Regions from separate parts of the Mus musculus genome. Here regions 2, 3 and 4 are each linked to region 1. Evidence: chromatin contacts called from public Hi-C and promoter capture Hi-C data. All regions are on one chromosome and are shown on one strand. Each heading gives the region's core, a stretch centred on a gene start, on an enhancer-like site or on the middle of the called end of the contact. The rest is flanking DNA. Distances are from core to core; before and after follow the strand shown. Region 1 has its middle 19 kb from the start of Gm33795. Region 2 has its middle 120 kb from the start of Gm31636. Region 3 overlaps Stat4 (signal transducer and activator of transcription 4). Region 4 overlaps Myo1b (myosin IB).

Region 1 (2,634 bases), core at 57-2,556:
TTATAAAATTTCTCTCATTTCCCTCCCACCCCAAAGATTCCCATAACGGTATCTAAATGCATCATGTAAGAAAACTTCTTCATCTACTGCAATTAGTTATTCTCTTATCTACCAATAAGAATTTGCATATGAGCTGTGAGGTAAACTTTTAAAAACAATTTATTCGTAAAGATAGGCAGTGCCTGCTTAGAGAACCTTTCCATGGGAGAGAAGATACTTTGAAAAATATTCTCTGTGTGGAACTTTCTGCTGAAGTTAAAGACAAGATTGTTTCTGTCTTCAGCTTTAGAAGGAGCTGAAAGACTCTGTGCATGAAATAGAAGTGTAATGTTCTTAGAGTATCATGCACTACCTCAGTTCCATGTGCTTAGTAGGTGCTCATTAACTAATCATGCAAACTGCAGAATGGCTCTTGTTGTTTGGGATCATATAGGCTGTGTTTAGAACCACCGGGAACTCGGCAAAACCAAGTCTCATTTAATCCCATTACACGTGTCCATTTCTCAATTCTCCCTTCTTTCTGTGAACTCTGAAATCATGTGTTAGGAGCTGTATTTGGGAAGACAGGCTCAAACATCATAATCATCATACCTTACAAAGACAACACAAAGAGAAAATGTAAAACCAAATCAGAGGCGGGCCAATGTCCTCATGGAGTGTCTTTGTGGTTCTACCTCTGGAGACACCACGTTAGGATAGATTTGACATGAGAGGCAGGATGGGGCCTTCTCTAGGGACTCCTCTTAAACTCTGACTTAGCTCAGCTGGCTAATTGGCTTAGCCTTCCTCATCTGACAAACTCAGGTTTTAAAAACAGAACCAGAGGAGGGCCATTGGTCTGGAGTAAAGGTTATCAGGATAGTAAACAAATTCCCTAAGCCTTCTGTTGAAAAATGCTCAGTGGGGCAGACCTGGCTTTTCCTGTTCTTGGCTGCATCTGCTGTGAGCATAATAGGCTCATTTAAAGTGAAGGGTTTGCCTTGAGATCAGAGCTTAGGGTGGATTCTGTAGTGCAGTGATGATCATAGAGTCCTGCTTTCTCCCACCACTGTGCTCTCTCCTTTATTTCCAACCCATTACCAGTTTTGCCTTATAAAGTTGAATTAAAAGTGGAGGATGGTGGTTCAGTAAGTCATCTTCACTTTATTCTCTAACACTAGACAGTTCCCACTTCCTGGGTGCCTCTGTGCCAGGGAGCTGTGACTGTCTGGTTTTCTGTATTGACACAGTGCTGTAAAGTGACATAGTTGTCACTTTACAGAGCAGTGATAACTTTGTTTTGGTGAATGAAACTTCCCCGACGTGCAGAAAGAGGAAGTGGCAGACCACTCTATCTATTGTTCATGTTCCTGTTTCGCATCTGCCCTCTGAATGGTACACAGTGAGAGGAAGTCCCAGACACTGTGGTCATCACCCATCAGGTTTTAAACGTCTAGCTTGCTGGATCAGAAATTACACTTAGGACCCTCATGCTCTGATGTTACTGCATAGGCAGGGAGGGACTCACTTTTCAAGTGTGTCTACTGGTATTGCACAAGCCACTAACCTTCTCACTCATCACTGAGACGGGATCCTACAGAACAAGGACATGGAGCTAGGCCATAGCCTCGATGGCTTATCTCTCGAAGCTCCTCTAATCAGTCCTATTCCAAACTGGGTGACTAGAGCAGATTATAGAGCCATGGGGTGCAACTTCTGCTGGCCTCATTCCATGCTGTGCAGGCGGTATAAATATGGCTATAAAATCTTGAGCTGCAACTCTAGGCCACGTCACAGAGGTATGACATGACTCGTAACTGGAGCAACACTGGTCAATTAGAAGGGAGGCCGCTCTTTGTGGGAGGAGCATGTTTGGTAGTCTTTGAATTAAGAATCAGACACAATGTCAAAGGCCATGGCCCAAATTAAAAGAAGACCTTGGCACAAGGAAAGGGTGGAGAGAAACCCTCTGTTGCTCACAGAAGAGCATTCCTACAGTGTCCCATGGATTAAATGCCTACAGGGTCTGAAATGGCATAATCAAATCAATTATAATACTGTACCAAACATATAATATTGTACCATTACATAATATATGAATTATCCATTACTACATAAAATAAATTATCCTAGCTCAAAACAACAAACTTATGACATAGTTCCTGAGTATCAGTAATTAAGTGGCGCGTCTAGATGGTTCCCTCTCAGAAGGCAAGTGCTGGGTGAGGAGTCAGGCAGCCAAGGTTTTCAAGATTTGAGAGAGTTGATTTAAATGATTGCTGTCAGGAGGCTGTTAAGCCCAAGTTGCATGTACCCAAAGACCACTAAGGAGCCAATTCCAATGTAAACCATGTAACGGTCTTTATTGTGAGCAAGGTCTCTCTCACCATCATAGTGGGTCAGAGTGAGAGCCCTGAGTCTAGGGGTTCAGGATTTGTATTGCGGATACAGCAAACTTGGGGCATGCATCTATACAGGTCAGCAAGTTAATATTTTAAAAACTACATTTCTGCTGTACTCCGTAGGAACTGAAGATGAGAACGAAGCCATCGGACCACCAGGATGGATAAGTTACTTATTCTCTGCAGGATGTCTTGAGTTATCTTGACCCTGCTATTGTAGCCTCACTGGCTGTTGCTAAGGGGGATGGGTTGT
Region 2 (2,634 bases), core at 96-2,595, 190 kb after region 1:
GGGATTACTCTAGTTTTAGGAAACCTCCACCTTTGAACCAACATGGAGAAACTTCTCAAAACGTGGCTATCGCTAACAATCTGCCTTCAAGAAAAGTGAGGTTCCTCCCCCTCCCCAGATCCCCCAGTTTTTGTTCTTTTCCTCTTCCAGAAGTTTTCTCTAAGCTAATAAGATGGCACCTCATCTAAGACAATATTTTTGTATCGTATTAATCTGCATATATACACCCATTTCAGAACCACATTTGTGCCTCTATTGCTAGAGGCTCTGACAAGTCCATTTCCACCTGGGAAAAAATAACAAACAGAACAAATACTGCTCAGAGAAATGGCAAGCTTTTCACTCAGCCAAGTCTGATGTTAACACATGCACTCCCAACATTTGAGAGGTTCAGGCAGGAGGACCAGGGGGTCAGTTCATTTTGGTCTAAATGAGAAGTTGGAGCCAGGTATGATTGCTCATGACTTCAACCCCAGCACTTAGAAGGCAGAAGCAAGTGGATCTCTGTGAGTTTTGAGGCCAGCCTGGTCTATGTAGTAAGTTCCAGTGCCAGCTGGGGTTATGTAGAGAAACCCTGTCTCAAAACAACAACAACAACAACAAAAGAAATTGGAAGCTATGTGATAAAAGGAAAAGAAACAAAAGACATATTCGTATTATGTCCTGGAGGGTACATTTGATATGTAGCACATGTATTTACATTCTCTTGTGCTCATAGGCTCTTACTTAAGTATGTTACAGGAAAAAGTGTTAATATGACCAGGTGTGGCTACTACACAAAACTGGCTACCCCCTTGCAAACGTTTTTCAGCAACCAAGGTTTGAAGTGGAAGGCTAAACGTTTTAGTACGTTAAGCCTGTCCTTCAGCACTTGGTGTGAATGACAGCTTATGGATAGACAGGTGGGCAGGCCGTCCCCTAAGCTACAAATGGTTCTTGAAGCTACATGGCTGGTGCTGTGGGCCTCCAAAGACAAAGACTGGCGTCTACAGTCTCCTCTGTGCCTTACTTCAAGTTTGTAAGGGAGCCATTTCCTCCGCTCACTTTTGGAGCTGAGGGATCAGAGTTGGAAGAAGCTCGGTGTGGCAACTCATCCCATTTAACCTGGAAGCTTGCCTTGCTAGAGGAAGGTTTTTCTTGACTTAGCAGCCCCTGTCATAAGATTGCCCTCAGCGACATGCTTTTAAACAGCCGTGTGCCTTTTATTCTTTAGCCACATTACTGTTTCTCTAATGGTGTAGTTGGTTTTGCACAATTAAAAGAATCCAGAATTCCATAGCCTTTCACCTTTGGAACAGGCAGATCTGAGCTGCATCTAATCAGGATGTTCTGGAGATATTTGTGTAACTGTGTTGCAACATGTCGCTGCCCTTTTGAATTCCTTTTCTAAAACAACACATCCTGTCCCTCTGATATTACAACTCGAGTTATGAATATTTTAAGAAATAGAAAAAAAAAACCCTCCATGGTAACAGATTGGTGTGCACACCCCGAACTCAACTAGGAAAGGCCAGGAGGCTGACCCCTCGAGGGGTCATCACTTCTTCCTGGGAAGAACTAGAAGCTTCCTTTCCTCGCCAGGAAGCACTGGAGGTTCTCCACAAAGTAGCCTCGGTGGCTATAGGCGGTTCTGACAAGTTGACAGGAATATGGGTGAGAGATCGAAGAGCTGATGGCATGGTGCAGATGGGAAGTGAGCATGTGGTGTGAGCAGGTAAGCAGGGCTGAGGGCAACTGCATAGCTGGAAAGGAGAAAGAGGAGGAGGAGGAGGAGGAAGCAGAGAGGCAAAAGCTCAGCCAGTTGGATGCCTTCGCACGGTTGCTAATTAATAAACAGACCAACTACATCCCTATGTTGATTCTTCCAGTTTGTGTTTTAGAACTCAATAAAAATGATTTGTCTAAACTATGAAGCTGACCTCAGACAGTGTGACCCTCCCAAATCACAAAGCACCCCGAGTATTTGCATGAGCTTCCATCCCCCCAGTCCCTGCCATCCCCTCCAGTGAAGTACACAGGACAATATGGGCTCCCAATCTCCTCACCCCATCCACCTCATGTAGGGGCTTGGCCTATGGCCTTTCCTCACTAGGGTCAGCCTCCCCAACAACCTCCTCTCTTGCCACCTTCTCAGAAGTTGTAAAAAAAATTTTATAACATTTTGGCAAAAAGAAAAAAATTGCTAGTGGTAAAGTGAGTCCTTTCAAGCATTTAGCTAACTTTAAATGTTTATACCCTTAGTAAGATTCTTCTCTTCGATTTTCCTATCACAGGGACTGGGCATAAAGTGACAAATTGAGTTAAGAATAGATTCAAGTATTTCTACTAAATAAAAAAAAATACCATTTTCATTGACAGTAGACATCATAGAAAACATACAGTCAACCTCTAAAACCCATGGAAATACATAAACTATCCCATCTCTTTATAATTTTCTAGTTAAAACTCTGAAGCTCTCGAGTGGGAACACTTTTGGTTGTTTTTGCTGACTTAGGGACAGGGCCTCATGTTAAAGAAGTATTCTACCCTAAGTTACAGGCTGAGACCTCATTTAAATAGTCCTTACACAGTAGATTATTTTTCTCTCTCCGTGGCTAATTTTATAGCAGTATTATTGCCAGCCTTCTGCCACAG
Region 3 (2,634 bases), core at 97-2,596, 170 kb before region 1:
TACAAATGTTCCCTTTGAGCAGGGCAGGACTTTTTTTTTTTTTTTAAGTTATCCTCATCCAGGAAATCTTCCAAACCACTGGATCTTTAGAAATCAGCTTTCTAACATCCTAATCGACACCCCCATTGCCCTGTTTGTACCTTGCAGAACTTGGCCCAGGTGAGGTGACCATCATTGTAGTTAGACTGAACTAAAATGAAAGGAAAAAGAAACAAAACTAAATGAAACAAGAATTTTAACGCAACACCGAAATCGTTCATTCTGTGCTCGATTTAATCTCTCCCCACTCTTCTCTTGCAAGCATTTCTTTGGCCTTCCAATGGAGGCACAGTGTGTGAGTGCTTCCTAAGGTCTAATGTGCCATGCTGTGCCTAAGAAGGTCAGTATCTAATAGGAAGCTTTTCTGATGGAGGAGCCAACAATGAGCTTAGGGAGCACCATGGATGGTCGGCACTGGGCATTCGGGCAGAGGGAGAACAGAAGCTCCTCCAGGGAGGAAGCAGAGTGAGGCCAAGGCGCTGTGGGATAACATGCTGCTGGAGATGGTAAGAGCGGCCCAAGGACGGCAACCAGACATCACACAACAAAATCATGTAATTAGGTATAGCTAGATTTAAGTGGAAAAATGGACTAGAAATCATGTAGGCAATATGCAGCCACCAGCTATTTTGATCTAGCACATTGAAATCTTAAGGAAACTACATTCCTGTGGATAATTTGCTAAAGATCCTAAGAACACTATGCTAATCTATACTATTTCTGGTAACATGCTAACATAATTTTTGCGTTAGTTGCTCATTAACATTTTACAAATGTTTACTACTGTATTTATGAACTCAAGACAAAAAAAAACCTATATTAAGTAGAATTTTAAATTGTTGGAAAGGGCAGTTGTATTTGACCACCCACTGTTGAGCCAACAGGTGCACAGAAACAGGTGAAGCTAGCCAACATCACATAAACCAGACGGCAGCCACAGCTTCTGTGCAGAACAAGCGTGGGTACCATAACTGCAAATGCATACAGACTCAGCTGGAGTTAGGTGTACTAGCTTGTCAAAACCCAGCTACGGCTAAGAAATATAGGCAAAGCTTATGAAGCACAGGTGATGTCTGCAAAACCAAGAAACCGAAGCGGCCATAATGTGCAGAATCAAGTCATTGCTCGTGTTTTTAAACTTCTAGCACATTTCCTGTGCTTAGCCCATCGTGTTCTAGTTGGTTAACATTACCATAAAGGCTTCACAGCATATTCAGAGGAAGTGACTTGAGAACACCTAGAAACCAGAGGGTGAACAGAGGGGCCTCAGAGAAGCACCCGTCTGGCCCACAATGTGACTCTGCTGCCTCCTAGCTGTGCGGTGGAGCCATTGACCTCTGATGTCCTCAAATCAATAGAACACTGTTGGGCCCAGGAACATTGTGAAAAATGAAAGTAAAACAACACTTAGCCCTGTGCCTGGCAATACAACATAGGCATCCCATAAAGTGTGACAGCATCGTAATTATTAATAGTAGTAACATAACTGCTTTAAAACTCTCGAGTGCCAAAACCAGAGGAAACCCCGTCTCCCGGCTCTCACCTGTGAGCTTCTCTGCCAGCATGTTGAGCTGCTCTGAATTAAGGCCACGACCGACATAGGATGAAAATTGCCAGCTCATCACTTCCAGGAGTTGGCCCAAAGTGACAGATGGAGGGTTATTAAAGAAAACCAAGTTCTGAAATAGAGGTATGGTGATTATATATCATAACCTAACAGGGAACACTACATTCGCTATATCGCATTCCCGATTTAGATTCTGGGTCAAGTGATGTTAATAATAAATTGTTCATAAAGTTCATCTCCCCATTAGAGTACTTTTGCTCCTTGAATATAATACAACTTGGGGATCCATCTTTCCTGAGAAAATCACTTGACATCTCCTAACTTTCTCTAAACTACCAAACAACAATCATCTCATGACTAACAATGGCTGGTCACATAAACTCCCTTGAAATGATATTAATTGTAAGCATGCTAATTGGCTCACCATGAAAGAGGGCTCTGCATTCAACAAGGATCACAAGACAGGAAGAAGAGAAGTAAAAGTATTTCTAGGGACACCATTGTCTCCTTGAGAAAGGTGGCTGGGAAATGGCTAGTGAGGACAGGGTCTAGTTAAGGTGTAAGAGCTCAGAGTTTGGAGGAAGGTAGAGTTAATAAGTCAAAGTTACTCGTTTAGCTTGGTTTTGTAAGGAGACTAAGAGTCCAGTCTCTAGATCTTCAAGAGGGAACCCAGTTGCTCTGGGAGGGTGAGCATGGTGGCATGTGGTGGCCTTAGCGGGTTCCTAGAAGAATGTTGCTAAGAGATAACAGTGTGGTGCTGTGCTAGGACAGAAGACCCTACTAAGTCTTTCCCGCCACACTCTAAAGTTGAATGTACAGACATGTAGCTCTTAAAGAGAAGTGGCATTTAATGCCAGGAACCACCTCTGGCCTTAAAGTGAATTATCTAGTGGATTCTCCAGCATGAGGGGAATGTCACGACTAGGGAGCCCTCCTGGTTGCAGTTGATGTGTCTTCGATGCCAGGACATCTGGGGATAGGAATGAACAGGGCTGTGCCTTTGTCTGTGTGATTTCCTTTTAAGGAAT
Region 4 (2,634 bases), core at 66-2,565, 150 kb after region 1:
AGACTTTATGGTCATCTTATGTACTCATTCTCCACTCTGAGTGAAGGCATGGACAGCTTTTATTATGGTACTTAGCCAGGACGCCCTGATATTGTTACCCTGTCACAGCCCTTTTAGGACCTCTTGGCCACCAGCGTTTGTGTACTGTGTGTGCTGACCAGAGCAGACACTTAGAGGTTTAACATATCAATGTGCCCATTTCATGCCTATAGTCCAGTGCTACTGTACCATTGAGTTTAAGGTAGAAAGAGGGAAGAGGGACAAACCTGAGCTAGATTAGCAGGTCATTTCTGGCCTTGATTTAATTCAGAGAATGTGTATGAGAGGATGCTGTGCATGTGGCCAAGAACCTGGAATTTTTCAGAGTGTGTATGAGTTTGAAAAGTATAAAAATGGGGAAAATTACTGGGCAATTTTTAGGAAGCTGTTTGATTGTAAGTTTTTGGTTTGGGGCCATGGTATAGTTTCTTGTAGTGAGTTACCTGTCGGAAGCCACATTTATGTGGAAACAGGAAACCCCTTTGCTCGCCGTAGGGTTGGTTGCTTGTACTTCTGACCTTAATGTAGTCTTTTCAAACAGTGAGCATGCTTATTTCTCCTGCCAGGAGATGTGTGCTGTGTTTCCAGAATACTCTCTTGCTCCTGAGTGTTGAACAAACTTGCTGTGCTCAGATCAGCTCTTGTGGAAATTACATGATTGGCCAGTGTTTTCCCATCAATATGCAAGATACTCTCAAAAACATGAACTTTGACTTAGTTGAGCATGGAAAGCAGTAAATAATCCAAATCATCACTCCTTACTGATAGAAAATAAACTTTGTTTTGGAAACTTTGGCCAGCATTAGGAGGGGAATGTTGTCAATCTACATAAAGAATTCCGAGCTCTTGCCTCAAATCCAGAAATCATACATTTCCTGAAGTTTTTTTTTTTTTTTTTTCCCAAGCAAATGTTGTTACCTGAGGACTCTGCTGTGGAGGTTTTCCTTTCCTGATGAGACGTTTCTCTCACAAACAGCAGGCGCTTGATTGTTTCTCTTAAAGGAGAGAAATGCAGTGCACGTAAATGTACCCACTTACCTCACAGAAAATCCCTTGTACCAATGATTGAAGAAACTTGTGTTCATGGAAGAACCCAGAGCTCAAAGGAAGTGCTTCCTTCCAGCACCAGTGAACAACAATGTCTATTCTGGGGATGTAGTGAACATACTTGAGAGCCTGCTCTTCCCTTGGGTTTTGTGTGGAATGAGTAAATGCTGGTCAGAGGAGATCATAGCCTCCTGAGGGCAGGGCCTTTGCCTTGCTGGAAGTGGGAGGGGTTAAGGGTCAGTGGCTTGGATTGTTTCTGGAATTGCAACTTAGGGGCCTTGGGGACAGTCACAGGAAGAGCACTGCCTTTGTTAGCAAAGTAGAAGATTCCTGATTTCTGGTTCAGTCTAGGGCTGGCCTTTCTTGAAATAAATATGATCACAGAGTCTGAGCACACAAGTAAAGTTTCACTCATATTTAATACTCAGTTAGATATTTTCTGTTGAACAAGAGTTTTATTCTAAAATGGTTTTGAACCGCACTTGATTGCACGATCGTGAGAACAACATCCTAAAACACAAGACTACTCCCGTCCCCCAGAAACCCAGCTTTACTCTGAATCTGTGAACCATGAGACCAATGTATTTCCTAAGCCGTGAAGCAAATAGAAGACAAGAGATGGAGCCAGAATTAGTAGCTTGACGTAGACACCATTCTACCATGTTGGCTTCTGACTCCGATTGGGTTTTGGATTTGAGGCCACGCACACTTTTCTGACTGTGTGAACTTCCTTTGTACTGAGGGTGAGGTGACTCTGGGTCCTATCTGTTGGGGACGGAGACACAAAGGGCAGATACTCCAACCCCAACACATCTGGGTCACTCTGGAAAGGAGCTGCCTTCTGGGGCCTTTGTGATTCTGTTTTCTGTTACAGCTGAACAGAATCTTACATGTAATTACGTCAGTTGTGTTTGATGTTATGACTAGGACTAATTATTAGAGCAGCATAGCAAAGAAGGAAGCAGAGAAACACCTTTATTTCTTTCCTCCCAGAACACAAATGGAATCTTGGCCATGCTGGATGAAGAGTGCCTGAGACCCGGCACTGTTACAGATGAGACCTTCCTGGAAAAGCTGAACCAAGTCTGTGCCACCCACCAGCACTTTGAGAGCAGGATGAGCAAGTGTTCCCGCTTTCTCAACGACACAACCCTGCCCCACAGCTGCTTCAGAATCCAGCATTATGCTGGCAAGGTACCCCACGATGTTGTCCCCAGGGCTCCTGTGCCTCCTGGGAGAGGGTGTGCTGAGCACAGCTTCTGTAGGAGACTAGTGAGAGCAGCCAGTGCTCACTGGCAATTGAGCCTGGACCACGGTGAGCTACGTCTTGTTAACACAAGAAGATGGAAAACAAACCAGCGGTCTTAATGAACACTACAAAGTGTCTTTATGTCATTTTATTATTTTTAGCTCTTAAGCTGTTCTATCAAATAATACAGATAAAGGGTTGGTAAATTGTGCCAGACGAAAGGCCTACTGTAAGGTTTTAAAAGCACAAAACATTTAGCAAAAATCAAGAATTCTTCAGTTGAAATTTTGAGAGAAACT

Evidence for each region. Promoter capture Hi-C pulls out the DNA fragments that hold promoters and counts their contacts. Hi-C and Micro-C count contacts between places; a contact is called where the count stands out from the background. Capture Hi-C pulls out chosen DNA fragments and counts their contacts.
Region 2: a contact with region 1 is called in a promoter capture Hi-C map of liver. The contact joins two enhancer-like sites. A contact is called at or near these places in 3 of 39 promoter capture datasets (cranial neural crest, embryonic stem cells and liver), 2 of 15 datasets of contacts at CTCF or cohesin (the NIH/3T3 cell line and pro-B cells), 11 of 484 Hi-C or Micro-C datasets (beige adipocytes, bone marrow-derived macrophages, embryonic stem cells and 2 more), 14 of 115 datasets of contacts at active chromatin or transcription factors (embryonic stem cells, expanded potential stem cells, large pre-B cells and 2 more) and 1 of 9 other capture datasets (embryonic stem cells).
Region 3: a Hi-C map of CD8 T cells shows a contact between it and region 1, with 2.9 times the contacts expected there. The contact joins two enhancer-like sites. A contact is called at or near these places in 6 of 39 promoter capture datasets (the C10 cell line, the HPC-7 cell line, embryonic stem cells and 2 more), 1 of 15 datasets of contacts at CTCF or cohesin (large pre-B cells), 57 of 484 Hi-C or Micro-C datasets (3T3-L1-derived adipocytes, B cells, the BV-2 cell line and 38 more) and 2 of 115 datasets of contacts at active chromatin or transcription factors (the HPC-7 cell line and large pre-B cells).
Region 4: a promoter capture Hi-C map of adipose tissue shows a contact between it and region 1. The contact joins two enhancer-like sites. A contact is called at or near these places in 9 of 39 promoter capture datasets (cranial neural crest, embryonic stem cells, frontonasal cranial neural crest and 5 more), 1 of 15 datasets of contacts at CTCF or cohesin (large pre-B cells), 28 of 484 Hi-C or Micro-C datasets (the AML12 cell line, the C2C12 cell line, adipose-derived mesenchymal stem cells and 15 more), 6 of 115 datasets of contacts at active chromatin or transcription factors (cardiomyocytes, double positive thymocytes, embryonic stem cells and 3 more) and 4 of 9 other capture datasets (adipose tissue, bone marrow-derived macrophages, liver and 1 more).

What each region holds. Positions count from the first base shown.
Region 1 is chr1:51,933,398-51,936,031 of GRCm38.p6, reverse strand. No RefSeq gene overlaps it. Among named protein-coding and RNA genes, the nearest start is that of Gm33795, 19 kb to the right of the region's middle. Within about 2 kb of position 1,306, at least 117 of the 459 cell types and tissues checked have an H3K27ac peak or open chromatin away from gene starts, as enhancers often do. A contact at or near this core is called in CD8 T cells, DN3 thymocytes, adipose tissue and 1 more, where this site is marked.
Region 2 is chr1:51,739,727-51,742,360 of GRCm38.p6, reverse strand. No RefSeq gene overlaps it. Among named protein-coding and RNA genes, the nearest start is that of Gm31636, 120 kb to the right of the region's middle. Within about 2 kb of position 1,345, at least 13 of the 459 cell types and tissues checked have an H3K27ac peak or open chromatin away from gene starts, as enhancers often do. A contact at or near this core is called in liver, where this site is marked.
Region 3 is chr1:52,099,408-52,102,041 of GRCm38.p6, reverse strand. It overlaps Stat4 (signal transducer and activator of transcription 4), which reads right to left. Exons shown (of 24, transcript NM_011487.5): 17 at 1,583-1,718; 18 at 141-190. Among named protein-coding and RNA genes, the nearest start is that of Gm31812, 13 kb to the left of the region's middle. Within about 2 kb of position 1,346, at least 45 of the 459 cell types and tissues checked have an H3K27ac peak or open chromatin away from gene starts, as enhancers often do. A contact at or near this core is called in CD8 T cells and DN3 thymocytes, where this site is marked.
Region 4 is chr1:51,779,207-51,781,840 of GRCm38.p6, reverse strand. Myo1b (myosin IB) reads left to right here. Exons shown (of 31, transcript NM_001161817.2): 16 at 2,080-2,280. Among named protein-coding and RNA genes, the nearest start is that of Myo1b, 140 kb to the left of the region's middle. Within about 2 kb of position 1,315, at least 16 of the 459 cell types and tissues checked have an H3K27ac peak or open chromatin away from gene starts, as enhancers often do. A contact at or near this core is called in adipose tissue, where this site is marked.